3 separate regions of the Mus musculus genome follow, and regions 1 and 2 are each linked to region 3. A link is a contact called in public promoter capture Hi-C data. All regions are on one chromosome and are shown on one strand. The core of a region is the stretch at or near the end of the contact, and the rest is flanking DNA. Distances in the headings are between cores, read along the strand shown. Region 1 holds the start of Asf1b (anti-silencing function 1B histone chaperone). Region 2 holds the start of 4930432K21Rik (RIKEN cDNA 4930432K21 gene). Region 3 holds the start of Syce2 (synaptonemal complex central element protein 2).

Region 1 (3,132 bases), core at 212-2,711, 920 kb before region 3:
CCTGCTGAGCCATCTCACCAGCCCCTTACATTTTCAACTATAAATTTTGTGAAATATAAAAGGTCAGATACCTCTTTCAAATAAAAGTGGACAGTCCCATGCTAGGTTACAGACCTGTTTGAAATGTGAAACACATACAGGATCCCAAAGACTTCTCAATGAGTAAAAAGGTGCAGGATAGCTCATTGGTGTTTTTAGAATGGTCATATTTGAAATGATTATTTTTGTCCTATTTAGTTAAGTGTCTATTAAAAATCATATTCATTGCTTCTTGGCCTTTTTGCATTGGCCAAGTATGAAAACTAATTTACTTACTTCCCCAAACTCACTGTGTAGATCAGGCTGGCCCACAGAAGTCTGCCTACCTCTGAGTCCTGAGATTAATGGCACGCATCTACCTTTCCATTTTGTTTTAACCTTTAAAAGATGTGATTGGTAAAGGTTGTGTAAGAAGCTATGACAGGGTATAAAGAACCAGAAAGTAAGGAGAAAAGGTAAGTTTCACAGACAGCGGCAGTTAACTGGTTTGGTTTTGGATCAGGGTTTCTCTGTGTAGCCCTGGCTGTCCTAGAACTTGCTCTGCAGACCAGGCTGGCCTCGAACTCACAGGTCCACCTGCCTCTGCCTCCCGTGTGCTGGGATAAAAAGCGTGCGTCACCGAGCCCGGGCTGAAAGACAGAGTGCAGAGGCAGGATTCAAACCCTGGTCTGTCCACGAACCAGAACTCCCTTCGGACTGAGACTCGATCCTGTATCCCCTCTCATCGCTACGCCATCTTGTCTCAGGGGTGATCTAAACCTTCTCGACAGTCTCCTCGACCATGATTTTCAAAGGTAGGAACCCCTCAGGGTAGTCCCCAGAAACGCTCACCTGCTGACAGCCGCCTAAACCGCCCAGGCCACTCTCTCCTCCTTAAAGCTTTTCACTGTGAGGGTGTGCGATTTCCACAGCTCTCCAGCCCGGCGTTCCTCACGCCCACCATAATAGCCAATCACGTCTCAGAAACCCGCTTACGGCCACGCCCACGATCGATACTCAATCACTGCGAGTGCGAGTGCCGTCTTCTCAGCGCGTTTTAGTGAGAGTCGCGCGCCACCGTTCGGCCGTTGGTGGCGCTGCTCTCTGTGAGGTGCGTCTACCGGAAAAGCGGAACGAGGGGCGGGGGATGCCGGTGCGGTAACCCTTGGGATTGGACAAGAGAAGTTCCGCGCTCTAACTCCGCCCACCCCGGAGCGAGCTATTCCAGTCGGAGACTCCAGGGATTGGTTCCCGATAGACCTTTACGAAGCTAAGAGATTAACGTTCCGCCTCCTGGGGCCCGTGAAGAGGGAGCTTCTCTGATTGGTCTGAGGGTCCAGGCGCGCGCCTGAAGACGCCTCGAGATTGGCTGATGGCTCGCGCCGTCATCGGTCCTTAGCGGCGATTGGCTGGAAGGCGGAGCCGGCTATTTGAAGGGAGCGCGCTGAGCGGAGGAGCGCTTCAGAGGGAAGAGTTGGGAGACGCAGGGAGGTTTCCGTCCTGTCGTCCCCCCCTTCTTCTCTGTCGCAAGTCACTGTGAAGAAGTCTCCACAGCAGCTGCGGCTCCCGGGCGCGGTGATGGCCAAGGTGTCGGTGCTGAATGTGGCTGTGCTGGAGAACCCGAGCCCTTTCCACAGCCCCTTCCGGTTCGAGATCAGCTTCGAATGCAGTGAGGCCCTGTCTGACGGTGAGGCCGGGCCTGAGCCGGGGACCCCAGACCCTCCTGCCCTCGGGGTTTCGCCACCCCCAATCTCCCGGGGCCAACTAGATCTCCCATTAGATACGCCTCCATGGCCCAGCTCCGGTCTCTCGGTGGAGCCGGCTCTGTCCAGTGTACATTGTCTGGTGGAGGCCTCGTCACCCTTCGTCTTGCACCGCTTGTCCTTGTACGCTTTCCCTGGAGACCCGCAGCCACGCCTTTTCCCTATGGCTAGACCCCGCGTTGATGCCCTTCCTCCTAAGAAACCATCCACGTGTCCTATGGAATCCCAACCTCCAGTCCCGTCCCCCCCCCTTTTCCTTGTGGGTATCTTTTCCTACAAAGCAGCCAGACTCTTCTGTTGCCCTGTCCGCCCATGTCAAGACCTTCTTCACCCCATGGCTCCCAAAAACCCCCTCCCCAGACAACTCCAGATTTGTCCCCCACAACTCCTGCTTGCCAACCGTAACAACATGGTGTTGCCTATAAGCCTTCTTCCTTTAGGTTAGTCCCAGATCCTATGTCTGAGCTCCCTCTGAGGAGAGATGGGGGCTTCTGACTCCAGGCTTTGTAGGTAACTTGGTCTCCCCAGCTCCTGGTCTGGGTGAATGTCCTGAGGTGAGGGGTGCCACAGCCAGGCAGGCCTCTTCCAGTTTCTGAGATTTCTACTAGCTGCCAGCTAACTCAGTGCAAGGAACCCCTCATCCCTTTTGATGGGCTGACCTTGTCTGGGGAGTGGGTGGACTGACCAAACAGGGATGGGATCCAACTTCCATCAACTGGGAGGCCACGGGCTTTTGTGGATCTTTCACAGAATGACTTAATTCATCTGTGGGACATAAAGGTGGACATGGCTCTCATCACACAGATGAGAGAACAAGAGCCATAAAGAGCAAAAGACTTTCAAATAAATCCATGAACATGTAAACTGTGAAGTCACTTTGGATTCTCAGCTCCCCAGCAAAAGGCAAGTCCTGTTTTCAGAGGACCTGCTTTCAACACTCCACGAGACCATTTCTCTACTGAGTGTTGAAAGGATGTAGCAGCTGAGGAGGTGGAGCTCTGAGAGCCTAGGCTGTGGCAACTAGTGCCTCTTGGTGGCTGTTGGTGGTATTCAGTTAAGGCCAGCCACTCCTGTTCACTTGGAGCTGCTATGTGTGTGCTTGGGGTGGGTCAGTGGCTCAGCCTCTCCCTAGTTTCTTACCCCTTAAGTTTAAATGAATCTACTTATGACTAACTATAGAATAAGCTGGGTTAAATCCTTACTGGAACAAGGCAGGGTGTAAATAAATAAATAAAAGGTAGAGTAACAGTGTGGAATACGATTTATTTGGAAGCCAAGAGGAGATATAAGGAGCTGATAGATTAAGGGATTCACAGTTCCCAGATGCTGAGAGATCAGGTTTCAATCAGTC
Region 2 (3,355 bases), core at 723-3,222, 720 kb before region 3:
TGCACACATGTCTCTCTTTCTCTCTCACACACACACACACCAAATTCTCAACAAAGAAGAAAAACATGGCAGGAAACAGATTGGAAAAGACCCAGTTCCACCCACAGCTGACCCTGACAGGATCACCCAGAACCTAGACTCTAGGAAGGTAGGGCTCCTGTTTTCCTGCCCCATGTCCATCCCAGTGCCTAGCTCCAAGTACTGCCCACAGCAGAAGTCCCAAAGAATATGTTGAGCATCTTTCTTACCTTGGCCTTTCAGTTTCTCTAGGGCCTGGGGCTGACCCCCCACCAAAGCCAGGAATTCAGCCTCCAGCTCCTCCTCATTAATCCCATCCTCGGGGATCATCAGGCCGTCTGGGGAGAAGTCAACCAGCAGACCAAGCTACGGGAGCAACCGGGCTCCAGTTAGACCTTCCATAGACCGCTCAGGCCCAGAGACCCGTCGGGATGCTGGAACCAAATCTCTACGAGGAAGCCATTTCTTGGAGAGACCAGGAGGCTGAGGAAGACACCCTCATACAATAACGTTCTTTATGCACATGGCTCCCCAGCAGCAGAGAACGCACCAGTGTGGGACTGGAAGGTGCACTCATCATTAAAGTGCTAACCCTAACCCTAGTATGTGCAAAGCTGGGTTCCATCCCAGCATGGCAAGGAGAAAAATAAATAAATAAAAGCCACGATGACTATGACAACAGTGGGGGCAAAGTTGAAGAACTGGGTCTTTTTTATAGACCTGCCCTTCTGCTTTGGCTAGTGACCAACAAAATATGATGAGTTACATGAAATTACCCTTTCTATAGGTCCAAATTGGCCAAATCTTAGCAGTTATGCATGGCTTCACCTATTGAGTGAAGCCATTAGTCACAGAGAGCCCAAGAATCCAGCGGCCACACTCCCTCTGTTCTAGCATTTTTCCATAAATAGTCTCAGTAAGTCTTTATAACTGCCCTTTAAGGACTCTTCTAGGCTTCCATTCCACAGGTGGAAAAACTGAGGCTCCAAACTACAAATACATTCAGTCAAATGTACCTAGGTCAGGGGGAACCTGAGCACAGAGCCCTGGGATCCCTGGTTCAAAGATGGGACAAATCAAACTCCCACAGGCCCTGAATCTGGGAGTATGGCTCTGGGCCACAGTCTTGTAGGTTTTCCTGTACACCTCTGGACTGACATTTCTGTCTGGCCAGGTGCTTCATCCTTGTGACCTTGACTAGATAGATCTCTGCGCCTCCCTTATCCTTAGTGTCCTCATCTGTACAATGGGTGTAGAGTGTGGCCTGACCCAGTTAATGCAAAGGCCTGAAAAGCCGGTCTGATTGCTTTCCCTTCCCGGTTGGAAGTGCTGCAGCAACAGGTGTTCCCTGAATCTGGGGTGTGAAGCTAGAAGCTGGATGGCCCAACCCAGTAGGCCATACACCTCACCTCGGGGGCGGGGCGGAGACCAGGGTTCACCTGGTGGCGAGGATCAGGCTTTTCTGGGGGTGGGGCACTCCCCGCGAGTGTGAGGAAGGGTGGAGAGAGACTCTGAGGAAGGGTGGGCAGGTACCCCTCGGTGGGTAGAGGGGCACACACTCACCTGGCGGGCAGTGACAGCACCTCGGCCCGGGGGTGCCTGGGGTCCATTCCTCTTGTGCATCTTCCAGGCTCGAAGCCCGGACTACCAGCCCCTGCACCTTTGCCTTGCCTTGCCTCTTCACCGAAGTCGAGTCTCAGAGCTCGCGCTGTTCCTGAGCCCTGAGTCCCTCCTCCGCGCCCGGCCCCCCGGGATTCTCGAGTTTGGGCCGCCCAGCTTCCGCCTTGGCCTTCAGGAGCGCGGCGGCTGGATTCGTGGGCTCTCTAGTTAAACTACAATTCCCGGCAGTCAGAGCGTGGAGGCGCATGCGCCTAGCATAAAGTAGGGCAGAGAGAAGGCGGAGCATGCGTAAGGTGTGTAGTCGGTACTACGCGTGCGTGGGGCGTGGCCTCACGGGCGGGAAAAAGAGAGAGAGCTGCAGGTGTGAGGGCGCGGCAGTGTGACGTCTGTGGCTCCACACCGCCGCACATCGTTCTGTTAGGCTTTGTGGTGGAGTGGGTGCGGGTGTGGGTGTGGGTGTGGATGCTCCTGCTCTCCCGTCTGTGGCGCAGGTCTTCAGGAGCCGAGTCCACAGTGTCAGGCCTCAGGCCTTCCTGTCTCCCACCGCCAGTTTGCCACGCGGTCCCCGTGACTGCCTATGTGGGTATTTTCTCAGAACGTTACGCCAGTGACCTAGGCGACCTATTCCCCATCAGATCCAGGTTGACCTCGTCCCGACTAAGGACAGAGCAACTTCCATTACTGCTGTGGCCCAGGTTGGTTCTGGCTTGCCATGGGTCCCACAGTCTGAAGACATTGGCCGGAAGCCACTCCTGACGCGGGGTAGCCCTCCTAAAGTCTTGTGTGACTTTGGTGGGTCTCCAGAGACCTCTCTGAAGCTTCCAAGTACCCCATGTCCCAGATAATTAAGCTTTGGGTGTGGGTGGGGGAGAAACGTAGTTGTCTCCAACCCAGAGACTCCAGCAGATACCGTGAAGAGGACGAGATCGTTCCTTCACACAGGGAAAGGGTGTGAATGGCTACCTGGCCATGGTCCAAGGTGGCTATGACCTGTCGCCCCACCCAGTGTCCTGCTGAAGACCAGCTGACTCCCCTCATCAGGCTGCCAGATGGGCCCAGTGGAGGAGGGAGACAGGGTACAGATGGGGACATACAGTGCTGGCAACAGCTGGAGAGTTTGTTTGTTGTTTTCAGATTTCTCAGGGAAAGATAAAATGAATAAGAAGAAACAGCGGAACTCAGGTATTTGGTTTATTCAAATTGGCTTTTTATTTTATTTTTATTTTTAATTTATTTCCAGGCAGAGTTTATGTATATCCCTGGCTGTCTGTCCTAGAACTAACTCTGTAGATCAGGCCTCAAACTCAGAGACAAACCTGCCTCTGCTTCCAGAGTGCTGGGATTAAAAGTATGATTCACCACAACCTGGCCTCAAATCGGCTTTTAAAATATTTATTTGAGGTACTAGGAATGGAACATGGAGCTTCCTGCATGATAAAACACTCTACCATGAAACTACATCTCAGACCCAAGGTGACCTTTTTAAACTTTTTATGATGTTTTTGAGATGGAGGAGGGGATTCTTGCCATGTGGGCCGACTAGTTTTATGTCAGTTTGACCCAAGTCATTTGGGAAAAGGGACTCTCAATTGGGAAAATGCCTCCAAAAGATTTGCCTGTAGCCAAGAGTGTAGTGTGTTTTCTTGATTAATGATTGATGTAGGTGGGTCCAGCTCGTGGGTGTGCTGCCTGGAGGCAGGTAGTCCTAAATTACATA
Region 3 (3,252 bases), core at 191-2,690:
TCTTAATCTGGGCACAGGAGTCCAAGACCAATTGACCCCTGGAAAACCTGTCTAATCAATTACCTATATGAACCAGGCTCAGGAGGAACGGCAACTCTTTCCCTAGAGTTCCAGAATGATGGCTTCCAGATAATCAACCAGTGTACAAAGGCTAGCAGATCTGGCTTCCTCTCCTGGTGTTTGCAGGCTAGGATTGCTCACCCCCAGATTCTTCCTACCAAGACTAGCTGTGCTGTATTTAATAAATAGCTGAGGGTCCAGGTTGCAGCCATAGCATTAGAGAAGCCACCGGATCCCAGTTTCACTGTGTGTCTGTCCTTTCTTCATTCCCTCACATAGCATTTCAGGCCCCAAGCTGCTAGGGATGTAGCAGCAAAAACAGAAAGGGTTGAAAAGATGGCTCAGAGGTTAAGTACTGGTTTGTCCTGCAGAGGACCAAGTCTAATTTTAAGCACCCATATGGTGGCTCACAATTGTAATTCCAGCCTCAGGGGACCTGAACCTCTTTTCTGGCCACTATGGGCACTATGCACACACGTAGTATAGAAATAAATATATGCAGTCAAAACACCCACACCCGTAAAAATGTGTATTAAAAAACCACTTAAACACAAGAGATCCCTCTAGATGGCTCAGTGGGTACAGGTGCTTGCCTAGTCTGATGACCTGAGTTGCATCTCCATGACCCACACGGTGGAAGGAGATTGTGGACTCGTTCAGGCTGTCCTCTGACTTCCACACTCCCGGAGTGGATGGCACATAGGCATGCACAAAATAGGTCAAACGTAAAACAAAAATAAAATTCAGCTCATCGATGAAGAGCATCAGGGAACAGGAATTAGGTTTTCAAAATCCATGCCAGGAGGCTTATAACTAGGGGATCTGATGCCCTCTTCTGGCCTTAGTTGGAAGGTGCCCAAAAGTAGTTTAAATCATATATAACATGTAAATAAAATAAAATGAAGGTTGTTCCTAGGTGGTGCCTGCCTTCAATTCCAAGGCAGAGAGGCAAGCTGATCTCAGAGTTCTAGGTCAGCCTGGTTTACAGAGTCCTAGGCTGGGACATAGTGGAACCCTGTTCCAAAAGAATTTGATCTGGGCACTAGTGGCGCATACTTTTGATCCCAGCACTCTAGCCGCAGAGGCAGGAGAGTGTGAGTTTGAGGCCAGTCTGATGTACAGAGCTAGTTCTAGGACAGTCAGGGAAACACTGAGAAACCCTGTCTTAAAAAGACACTGCCGCCACACAAACTGTAGATCGAAGGGGCGGAACTCTGACGCAGTGTGAATTCCTCAAACTCTTGAGGGCCACAGGTGACCCCGAGTCCCGCACCTACGCATTATGAGCTCAGACGCCCACCGGTCCATACAACACAAATCCGTCTGTTACCACATAGCACCAGCATAGCCCAAAAGGCAGAGCCAGTTCGGAGGGCCTTCGAGTTCGCCGCCCCCGGGGGGGGGGGGGCGGGGGCGGGGCCAGGGCGCGTTTCATTCAGCACGTGCTCGGGGCGGGGCGTGCAGGGGGCGTGGCGTGCGCAGAGGGCGCTGAGGCGGGAAAAGACGGAATGGAGCGCCACGGAGTGAGTGCGGTGCGGTTTCCCGTGTGCGGGCGGCGGGAGGCGGGCGACGGGGCTTAGGGCCGCGGGGAACAGAGACTTCCTCCACACATTCGAACCCGGGCCCTGTTCCCCGCGGTTGGAGCCGCCTCTTGCCGGGAGAGGCGAGGTTTCCTGACTAACGAGACGGTGGGGCCTGGTGGACGAGGCTGTGAGGGGGTGCGGTGCGCTTCAGGAGCTGGTCGAAGACAGCACACGGTGTAGACCAGGCCGGGCCTCGAACCCTCAGCGGTTGCCTGCCTCCGCCTCCCGAGGCTGAGGAGGGGTTCGAGGCGTGTGCCACACTCGGCCTCCTTTTAACTACTCTCCGCGGGAAGGTGTTAGCGCGCCCCCCATTGCGGCCCCGAGGGTCCTGACCCCGGGGCCTCCCTGCTAGCGCGTCCCTTTTGAGCTTCCCCACCCCGCCTCTCAGAGCTGGCTGCGCTCGCAGGTGGCCGCGCCTCCCGTGGAGTTAAAGGACCAGGAGCCGCCGGCGATTGTGGAGAGCGGAGAGCATCGGCAGAGTGAGAACCACGAGGAGACGCCCGGCTCAGTGGCCCCGAGGTGAGGAGTGACAGGCCCAGCTGCCCTTCCGGGGCCCCGCCTTGGTCACGTAGGTCATTCCACGTGGTCTGCCCTGGGCCTTGGTCCACGGGTGATTTAACACCTTCCAGGTTGGTGTTTTATGAAGCCGCAGAGGACAAGTGGAGCACCGTGGCGGGCCCGGCCTAGGTGTCCTCGTGAGGACAGCCATGAGACAGACCTCATATAGAGGAAGTTTACTGGCGAGAAGGGAGAGGTGGAGGAAAATAGAGAGCGAGAGCGAAAGAGGGAGGAAATGGAAAGATGGAGAGAGAGGGAAGATGGAGAGAGAGGAGGGGAGGGGAGACAGACACCAGAGCCAAATAGTCCTTACCTGTGAGCCAGGGTCTTACCTGGCTGTTGCTAGGTAACTCTTGGGCGGAGCCTACAGGAAATGCTAACAACAGGTGCCCACATTGGTTCTGGGTACTGGCAGTCTCCTTTTGATATCCACAAGGTTTAATTTCAGGATGCATAGAATCCTCATGTTTAGACTCATTTTCTCTTGGTTTTTGTTTTTCTTTCTTTTTCTTTTTTCTTTTTTTTTTTTTTTGGAGACAGGGTTTCTCTGTGTAACTCTGGCTGTCCTGGAACACACTATGTAGACCAGGCTGGCCACGAACTCAGAAACCCACCTGCTTCTACCTCCCAAGTGCTGGGATTAAAGGCATGTGCCACTGCTGCCCGGCTAGTTTCTCAATTCTTTTGTGGATTTATATGTGTGTGTGTTTTATTTAAGACATCAACAGAAAAGGGGTGAAAAAAGCTGGGCATAGTGGCACGTGCCTTTTATTTCCGCACTCCAGAGGCTGAGAGGAAGGCAGGGCTCTAAGCTCAAGGCCAGCCTGGTCTACAAAGTAAGTTCCAAGGCAGCCAGGCAGCCAGGGCTACGCTGAGAAACACTGTCTTGAAAAACCAAAACCAAAAAAATAAGACATCAACAGCCAGGCTTGGCGGCATAAACCTTTGATCCCAGCATGGTCTATATAGTGAGGCACTCAAAAGACACCAAAATCAAAGTCACTTAGATTTTCTCCAATATTCTAATTTTGTGATTTTTTTTTCATTTATT

What was found. Promoter capture Hi-C pulls out the DNA fragments that hold promoters and counts their contacts.
Region 1: a contact with region 3 is called in a promoter capture Hi-C map of cranial neural crest. The contact joins the promoter of Asf1b here to the promoter of Syce2 in region 3. A contact is called at or near these places in 4 of 39 promoter capture datasets (cranial neural crest, hippocampal neurons, liver and 1 more), 1 of 115 datasets of contacts at active chromatin or transcription factors (bone marrow-derived macrophages) and 1 of 9 other capture datasets (adipose tissue).
Region 2: a promoter capture Hi-C map of second pharyngeal arch cranial neural crest shows a contact between it and region 3. The contact joins the promoter of 4930432K21Rik here to the promoter of Syce2 in region 3. A contact is called at or near these places in 8 of 39 promoter capture datasets (the 3T3-L1 cell line, cranial neural crest, embryonic stem cells and 5 more), 2 of 115 datasets of contacts at active chromatin or transcription factors (embryonic stem cells and pancreatic cancer cells) and 1 of 9 other capture datasets (liver).

Annotation. Positions count from the first base shown.
Region 1 is chr8:83,954,233-83,957,364 of GRCm38.p6, forward strand. Asf1b (anti-silencing function 1B histone chaperone) reads left to right here and starts at 1,462. Exons shown (of 4, transcript NM_024184.2): 1 at 1,462-1,705. The coding sequence starts at 1,597. Gm10644 (predicted gene 10644) reads right to left here and starts at 1,101. Exons shown (of 5, transcript NR_169070.1): 1 at 871-1,101.
Region 2 is chr8:84,146,066-84,149,420 of GRCm38.p6, forward strand. 4930432K21Rik (RIKEN cDNA 4930432K21 gene) reads left to right here and starts at 1,973. Exons shown (of 9, transcript NM_029045.2): 1 at 1,973-2,333; 2 at 2,773-2,820. The coding sequence starts at 2,793. It overlaps Cc2d1a (coiled-coil and C2 domain containing 1A), which reads right to left and starts at 1,852. Exons shown (of 29, transcript NM_145970.2): 1 at 1,582-1,852; 2 at 249-384. The coding sequence starts at 1,641.
Region 3 is chr8:84,870,671-84,873,922 of GRCm38.p6, forward strand. Syce2 (synaptonemal complex central element protein 2) reads left to right here and starts at 1,441. Exons shown (of 5, transcript NM_027954.3): 1 at 1,441-1,583; 2 at 2,050-2,162. The coding sequence starts at 1,569.